Linked DNA regions of Mus musculus: region 2 is linked to region 1. Evidence: chromatin contacts called from public HiChIP or PLAC-seq data. All regions are on one chromosome and are shown on one strand. The core of a region is the stretch at or near the end of the contact, and the rest is flanking DNA. Distances in the headings are between cores, read along the strand shown. Region 1 has its middle 33 kb from the start of Gm30931. Region 2 overlaps Acsl1 (acyl-CoA synthetase long-chain family member 1).

Region 1 (4,562 bases), core at 535-3,034:
CTGAAGTGAACGCTAGGAGCAGTGGGAATTCTTTTCCTTACTGTGGACAACTAACGCAGGGGAAGAAGATTCTGGCTCACAGTTGCAGCACTTTCAAGTCAACAGTGCTGGCCTGTGTAACTTAGAGCATCCTGGGAGATTGGTTCAGAGTTGCTTACCTCGAAAAGATGGAAGTACAGCAAGACAGGAAGGGGTCTACCTTCAGGGATCCAATGTACCTTTCAAAGGCACTTCCTGGGGCCTACTTCCTCCAACCGGGCTTCACCTACTAATAGTCCATTCAGCTATGGATCCATCAAGGAAGAAATCTATTAATGAAGTTAGGTCTTCGTGGTCCAATCACCTCTCAATAGCGCCAACAGCTGGGGATGAAGCCTCAACCAACAACCTTTGGAGCTGCTTTTTAAAAAGTCCAAACCAGAACAAATTAGAATAATGTCCAGAGGACAACAAAGGCAGGTCTGGTATTGAAAAGATTTTGCTCAATTTTAACTCTAAAGGGAGAGTCTTTGGTCTTGACCTAAAGTGTTGGTAAGGCTCTTCGGTCTGGTACTCAATACTACCCCACAACCCAAGGCTAATGATATTTCCAACCCTCACCTCACTTTTCTACACGAACCTCTCATTTCAGGAGCAACTGTGCACTCAGGTTCGCTGTCCCTTAGCCTTTACGCAGATCTTTCCTTTTACCAAGAATGATCTTCAGGAGAGGTCCCTAGGGGCCCGAGCCACTAGAAAAGAATGTTAGAGCACTCAAGGTTTTCTCTTAAAACATTTCTTATAATTTTATATGCATGGGGGTTCCTCCTGTGCATAGTCTGTGCATCACATGCATGCCTTGGTGTAGGTGAAGGCCATGATAGGGGGTCAGATGCCCTAGAACTGAAGTTACAGATTGTAGTGAGCAGGTATGTGGGTGCTGAGACTAGAACCCTGGTCCTCTGGAAGAGCAGACAGTGCTCTTAACTGCTGAGCCATCTCTCCAGCCTTAGCAGTTTTCTTTTTACTGAGGAGCACCAGATTGGTTTATTTTCAATATCCTGTCACTCTTTGATGTTTTGTTTGTGTCTATGCCTCCGGGGATCAAACAGCATGCTCTTCCTACTGCTGCGCTGACATCCCTGTCCCCTTTGCATCCAGAACACCGCCTCCTCCTTTGAAGTTAGGTATGGCTGATATGACTAAGTTCTAGCTGAGAGAACCATGTGAAATTTTCCACTGTTGCAACAGAGGCAGCAGCTTACTCTGGGAAAATCACAGTAGCCTAGGAAACTGACTGGTGGGGATGGAAGCTAAATGGTTGACAACCTGGGACCCGACTCGCCACCTGCCTGGCAGGGACTACCCATCCTTCAGGAGCCAACATACACAGTTTGGACTTTGTGTATTTTAGAGTGAACTCACGTTGACTAATACACATTAGGGCGAGAGCTTATTATAACACATATTGGCTGCTATTGTTTCTATATTTTTTGGCTGTTCAGCCAAGACTTGTAAGGCTTGGGTCTGGAAACCTGACCAAAGGGATGAGGGGATGAAGAAAGACACACAGACACAGAGACAGAAAAGCCGTGATTAGGTGGGCTGTGTTTAGTCTGATACAATGGCACCAACAATTTAAAGACTCAGAACCCCAGTGTGTTCACTATGTACAGCACAAGGGTAGGGGTGGGGATGGCAGAAATGTTCATCACTTTCTGTAGGTCTCTGCAGATCTCTGTAGACCAGCAGTCTGTAAATACCCAGGAAGAGGAAGTACCAGTTCCTAGTTTTGGGTTTGGGGTGTTTTTTTTTTCCTCACACTGATCAGTCATTTGTAAACACTCAAAGTGGAAGTGTCTTACCTCTCCCATGGGTCTGAAGAATTAGGGTTCTTGACTTCACTGTCCCCATGTCAACAATACACATTCACTCAGGACTTTATCCACTCTCTACACATTCACTCAAGGTTCCTTTAGCTCCCACAGTCTTCTCTGCTTTGATTAGATGCAACTTCCCCATGGACATATCCATTTCAAAAGCATCTTCCCCCAGACGGATTTCCAGCATAGAGACATGCATAAGCAAGCCTTTGGTAAAGAAGGAGTCATGGAATACTTCTCAAATAGGATGAATCTGGGTCTGCTTTTATTATTACTGTTCTTGCTTTCATGAAGGTTATTTTCCAGGCTTCTCTAAGATGCTATGTCCTTCATATAAAATAGTGTAGTACCTGTGTATGATCTGGGAGCATCCTTCTGGACATGCCACATAACCTCAAGATTATGTATAATATAAATAATATATTATATCTAATATAACACACATACAATCTCATAGTGCATTACATGCTATTGTAAACAATCATTGCATACTATTATTCAGAGAATAAGGACAAGAAAATACCTGTATATTTGGTAGATGTACAATTTTTTCCAAATATCTACTTGGTCGTATCTGTGGAACTCCCTCAATATGGGAGTCATTGAAAAATTATTTTTGCAGTGCTAGGATCAAACTCAAGGTTTTGCCCACACTAGCAAGCACTTGTCCACTGAGCTACATCTCCAGCTCTCCTCAGTTTCTTTTTTTTTTTTAAGATTTATTTATTTTATTTATGTAAGTACACTGTCGTTGTCTTCAGACACACCAGAAGAGGGCATCAGATCTCATTGTACATGGTTGTGAGCCACCATGTGGTTGCTGGGAATTGAACCCAGTGCTGGAAGAACAATCAGTGCTCTTAACTGTTGAGCCATTTCTCCAGCCCCTCTCATCAGGTTTTAATAATGAATGTTTTTAAGTTAGCATATAAAATAGTAGGTTCATAATGGCATTTCATACATGTGTATCATAGTACTTTGTTCATGTCCACCTCCTCTTACCTTCTCTTGTCCCCCCTCCTTAACCCAATTGTCCCCATAACCTTACACCTGCTTTCATGTCTATGGTACACATCTAGATACTGCATATGAGGGAAAGTATGTGATATCCTTCTTGCAATTGGTAAGTTTTGCTGTTAAAGAAGTTGAGATCTAATGTAGTCTTAGTGAGTAGCAATCTAAGGAAAATTTACAATGGATGTGTCTGAAATACTCTTAGAATTTCACTGAGAGATATTTGCCACTGCAATCCTGGGATGCCATGAAAATAAATATAGGACAGGGAAATAGGTTAGGAAGAGGCTCAATGTTTCCTGATCCAGCTCTACCACCTCTACTGTGTCCTTCAACTGCAGTTCCCAAGGGCACACTGTGGACCAGCAGTTAAATAGCATTCAACTGTACATCTGTATGCTTGCCCCCACTCAAGGGCTAAGGTGATAATGTGATCAAAATCTATGTTTTGATTTGTTTTAACTAAATGTAGAGCACAAAATGGATAGTGCACTTCCATGGGAGGAAGAAAGATCACAGGAAAACTCCTTTAGTAAGTATAAATATGAGATGGAAAAATAAACACATTTTTAACGTGATTTGGTAGAAGAAATATTTTCTTTACCAGGACACTAGAAAACCTGCCAAGAGTTATCAAACAAGGAAGTCCAAGGTTCCATTGCAGGATCTCAATAAATATTTGTTGATTTACTGGTCGGTGTGCTAATTCAAGCAGAGAAGGAATTCTGTCTCTGTTTTAAAGTCAGATATTCTAAGTGCTCATTCAGAACAAAAATATGCTTTGTCTTCCACTAAGCAACCCCACTATCCCCTTATCCAAACATACCCGGGAAAGGATCTGATGTAGCCCTTGGCAAACAACTATGGAACTTTCATACCAGGCTCCTTTCTTTTAGGCAAATATTGTCAGTTACTTTTAGCTATTGACAATACCATAGAATCTATGCATCAAGCTCAACATAGTAGGATTAAATCCCAGATCCCCCAGGAATTTCACACACAAAAAAAATCTTTACCCTTGCAGAGTGCCTCTGTTCCCCACCCCTGGCTTCTTAGAATAAACCTCAAAGGATGACTGTAGCCAAGCTTTCAAGGCAGAAAGACTCTGAGATCCTTTCAAACGTGCAGCAATCAGAACTATTGATTCCGAAATTGAGCCATTTCCAGCGGTATCCTTGAATTGGTGCATTATAGTAATTAGAATGCATCTTCTATTCAACGCATCCCAGATTGCTTTCTATTCAAGCATATTCAAAATGTATTTTTATTCAACATATTCAACACGAAATGTTCATCTTTCAGAAACTATTCCTCACTTGGCAGCCTCAGCCTGTCGGTGCCTCCTGATTTCATTCTAAAGCCTTGGAGAACATTTGAGTGATAGGTTGATATTTCATTCTCATTTAAATTATGATTCTTTTAAAGGATGCTCTTTAAAACGCTAAGGTAGTGCACCTGAAAGAACATCATTTAGAATAGTGGAACGTCTTCCAAATTGGATGACTTGTTTCAGAGTGGGTGACACTTGTTCCACACTTAGTCCCTCATCTTGTGGCTGTACCCACCATGTGGTGGCAATCCACTTCAGGCCTTGGGAATAAAGAGTGTCCTAAGCCAGGGCAGAGATTTTCATGAGCAGTTTTTGTACAGAGATGTTTGAAAAATGATTACTCTTAATAATTTAGC
Region 2 (4,284 bases), core at 892-3,391, 100 kb after region 1:
TAGACACGTTGTTACACAAAGCATTGTTCTGTGGGCCTCTGTTGGCCAGAGAGACAAACCCTGCTCCTTTCCTGAGGTGTGCTGACACCTGGCAACAGTTTGGGGCGCTGACTGACAGGGCGAGTGCTGCTGTGCTCTTTCCACTTGGGAAGCAAGCGAGTACTGCTTGCTGGTGACCTGCCGTGCAGTCCTGCTCCTCCCGGCTCACCTGCTCCATCCTATCAGCTTCACATAGATGCTGAGCTGCAGGAGTCCACACTCTGGTACTGATGCTGCTCGTCCCCACTCACTCTGTCTCCTAGCTCTGACCGTTCAGCACCAACACGGGGCTTCTGCCTAAGTTACATCTTTAAGTTTTCTATGACCGCTCAGGGTGGCAGGGAGGATGTGAGTACACCCACTGTGGACCCATCAGGAAAGGCACTACAGCCCTGGCAAGTGGTTCTACTGAGGATGGCTTAATCAGGCTCTCTTTCAAGAGCCCTGTCCCTGAATGTGTGGTTGCAGCTCACTCATGAGCCTTGGTGACATAAAGGCCAATCTCTCCCTTGGGGCCTGGAGAAACACCCACCCACCTGTTGCAGATTGCTGCTTCTGCCGTTCAGTTACTGTGAACAGACATTAAAAACAAAAAGGTTTTATGAGGGTGAGTTGTTTTAAACCACTTTCCTACTTGATATACAAGATCTCTTATTTTCCTCATCTGTCCTTACTAAGTTTGAGTTCCCTTTAGCCACTGATACAGGAAATGGTTTTTTAGAGGGAGCCAACTTCATAAGTTCCTGAGGAATGTTGACAGTCAGTTTGAAGACATGGAGTTTCCTCTGGACTTGACAAGAAGGACCTGGAAGATAGAGACCTCCACATTTTATAACTGAAAAACCATAAATATCGTCCCTGTCAAGCCCTGCTCAGAAGCTATCTGTCGGCCTGGCCTGTGGTGTTCAGTGTTGGCTGGTTGTGTTAAGCCCTGGGGAGGAGAGTGGGTTGCTATGGAGAGGAAGGTTGGGTGGCTCCAGGTGGATCAGAAGGGTCAGTGCCTGGAGCCTTGGGACTCAGCTGGAAGTTCTTCTGAAAATGAATAGGCTAGACCTGTGCATTTAGCACTCAAGAGGCTGAGATAGGAGAATCACAAGTCTGAGGGCAGCCTGGGCTACAAATTGTAGCAAGATCTGGTCAAAGCAAAAAGAAGCAAAGAAAGATAAACGGTGGCTAGATTCTGAGGATGCAGATTGAGAAACTTCAGAATCCAGAGGCTGTGTGTGTGTGTGTGTGTGTGTGTGTGTGTGTGTGTAGGTGAGCTGAGGAAGGCACAGAGTTGTGAAACACCAGTGCTTCTGTCTGTCCTGAACCTACCCTCAACCCAGACTGGACACATATGGCTGGAGGGAAAGTTGGCCCACCAGTGAGGCTCAAAGGATTGGGGACAAAATCTGCTGCAGAGTGCCAATGAGGACTCTGTGGGAACCCCTGAGTCACTGCAGAGAGCCGTGGAAGAAGAGAGGTTGGCTAGTGCTGAGTGCATTGCCTGTCAAGTTAGGCTAGGCAGCCTGGGACTACCACCAGCCATAAAGCACTTCAGGGGAAACTCGGGTTTGTTTTTTCTCCAGTTATTAAAATGTATAAATTGGAACAAATAAAATTTTATGCTTATAGGTCTTTAGACTATCGGAACTTTAAGTAGAATTTGCTTCTGGTGACCAAACCACAGGCCACAGCAGACTCAGTGTCTAAGTTTGCTACTAGGTGGTGGTTCAGGTTTGGATTCAAAGCTGCTAATAGCAGAGCCGGCTCCTTGGGTATATATAACTCAGGTTGGATGACTTAGCTCCACAGTAAATGATATGAAATTTGGGGTGCATGCTAGCTGATCACCCTCATACATGATAGATCAAAACTTAGACATTCATACCTTGGGCTGTGTGTGGCTAATGACTCTTCTTTGCATGCTAATCGTATGTTCCAGAAAGTCTCATGCAGAGGGTGTGGCTTTTCCTGCAGTCCCCACTCCACCCACTGAATCCAGTTGTCAAACTTGCATTCATCCAACAAGTACTTAAGCTTCTGCCACATGTACACAGTACCGGGGCAGGACTAGCTTCTATCAGTGTGAAGCCTCCGTCCAGTGAGAGGAAGTGTGCAGGGTGTTCTGTCTGTGACAGAGGTCAAGTGCCATTGTTAAAGTAGGTGCTCCTGTACACACTGCAACAAGGAGCAGCCGACCTGGTCCGTATTTAGACAATTCCGTGGAACATGTTACTCGGTGAGATTTCTCCATGTGGTTGGTGGGAGCACTCTTTCCCATACTCCGTCTTCCCCCATGTATACATGGAACAGCCCACTTACAAACTGCACCAGCACTTTCTTCAGCACAAGAGAGCAGGTCATGGACTTGTACATTTTTATGAAAACATACTTACACCACACTTGCAGCAATAACACAAGTCCAGACCTGTGCAGGTAACGAGGCAAGATCCCAAAGACTGGCCATGCCCGTCTGAACCAGGAAGCCAGTGACAAGCTCTGAGCCAGGGAGCCCTGGCCGAGGAGGACAGCATTCAACAGTGATGAGAGGCAGACGGCCAGGCTCAACCATGAGTGGAAGGTGTTGTGGAAGGAGATGGGGGTTGGGTCTTGGTGTCTCTGGCTATCTCCGACGCAAGCCTGAAGGTCTGCAGAAATGTCAGAGCCACTTAGTTGTAAGATGAGGACAAGTGATTTTTAACTGAAGGGGAAGTAGCAGTTGTGTACTGAGCGAAATGGAGCGGTATTAGGAACCACGGCAGCATGTGGTTATTTCTGCAGCTATTTATAAATATGACATAATAAATACTGCCCGGCAGTCGTTTGTAGATGTAAACTAATTCTCACCTCTATGGAGTGTTGGGACAGAGAGCAGTTAGTGGATATGTACAGGCTGGAGGTCTCAGGAGGACACGAGGTTTCAGAAGAACCCCTTGGTACGATGAGACTCTGGTTTTCTCTCTGTCATTGTCTGCGAGCCCTCTTCTCAGGTCACCACTTTCATTGGCTTACCATTTGTCACTGTGGGGTCCTTCTCAGAGTTTCCCATGGCCTGTTTTCCCCTGTCTTGATCGCAAAATAATTGTGTAAGTGGTGAAATAAAGACGAGCTAAGGTTTGCCCTCACACCTACCCAGAGAATTTGTGACCACATTTTCCTGAAGGGTGTTTTGGCATCTGGTAGTGTCTACAGCAGGCAGTCTTCATGAGCCAGGTGGGATAGGAGGGAGAGGAAGTGCTCAGGGTGCTCTGATCGCAGAGGTGCTTCTGCAAGCATGTAGACATCACTATTTTCATACCTTTAGGTAGCTTTAGCACCTTTCAAAACTTAGCAGGCTTCTTAATAAATTATGAGAACCTTTCTGAATACTGTCTTCTCATACCCACCCTACTGAGGGTATGAGAGCCTGAGGCTAGGTGTTTGTTCGAGCAGTCTGCTGACTTCAGAGTACACGCAGCAGACGCCTGGGGCTTTGACTTAGGAGGGAGGAGGAAGGGTCCGGCTGGTAATGGGCAGTGGCAGTGGGCTGGGGTTCTGTGGGGATGCCTGGGACTCAGGACAGATCTCCTGACCTTCACACAGTGCTGGGCTGCAGAGGGATTGGGAAAGAAAGCAGTTGAGTTTATTTTTTTTAAGATTTATTTATTATATGTAAGTACACTGTAGCTATCTTCAGACACCCCAGAAGAGGCCATCAGATCTCATTACAGATGGTTGTGAGCCACCGTGTGGTTGCTGGGATTTGAACTCAGGACCTTCAGAAGAGCAGTCAGTGCTCTTAACTGCTGAGCCATCTCTCCAGTCTGAAAGCAGTTGATTATTAGTGTTAAAAAACAAACAAACAAACAAACAAACAAAAAACCCTTTCTTTCAAGTTGGGCCTGGGAAGATGGCCCAGTGGTTAGGAGTGCTTGCTGTTCCTACAGAGGTCTGAGTTTCAGTTCCCAGCAACCATATGGTGGCTCACAGCCATATGTAGATACACTCGTACACATAAAAATAAATAAACCCAAAATAACAATGTATATAAAATATATACATGTGTATGTACATATTATATGTATGTATTCATCCCTACATATGGCAATGAATGTTGCTGAGTTCTCCATAACCAAGAAAAGTGAGAGTGACTTGCATGGGAACATGATAAGCTGTGTCTGAAACCATGTGATTTTTGTATGCCACCTGCTATAGGTTTCATTAGACAAGAAACATATGTACATTGAAGTGGCAGAAAATAATTTCTATACTATTTAAGTT

What was found. HiChIP or PLAC-seq counts read pairs in DNA pulled down with a chosen protein or histone mark.
Region 2: a contact with region 1 is called in an H3K27ac HiChIP or PLAC-seq map of microglia, with 7 times the contacts expected there. The contact joins two enhancer-like sites. A contact is called at or near these places in 4 of 484 Hi-C or Micro-C datasets (liver and mammary gland), 4 of 115 datasets of contacts at active chromatin or transcription factors (bone marrow-derived macrophages, embryonic stem cells, kidney and 1 more) and 3 of 9 other capture datasets (adipose tissue, liver and pancreatic islet).

Annotation. Positions count from the first base shown.
Region 1 is chr8:46,393,782-46,398,343 of GRCm38.p6, forward strand. No RefSeq gene overlaps it. Among named protein-coding and RNA genes, the nearest start is that of Gm30931, 33 kb to the left of the region's middle. Within about 2 kb of position 1,785, at least 42 of the 459 cell types and tissues checked have an H3K27ac peak or open chromatin away from gene starts, as enhancers often do. A contact at or near this core is called in bone marrow-derived macrophages and microglia, where this site is marked.
Region 2 is chr8:46,495,005-46,499,288 of GRCm38.p6, forward strand. All of the region lies in intron 2 of Acsl1 (acyl-CoA synthetase long-chain family member 1), which reads left to right. Among named protein-coding and RNA genes, the nearest start is that of Gm31050, 26 kb to the left of the region's middle. Within about 2 kb of position 2,142, at least 71 of the 459 cell types and tissues checked have an H3K27ac peak or open chromatin away from gene starts, as enhancers often do. A contact at or near this core is called in bone marrow-derived macrophages and microglia, where this site is marked.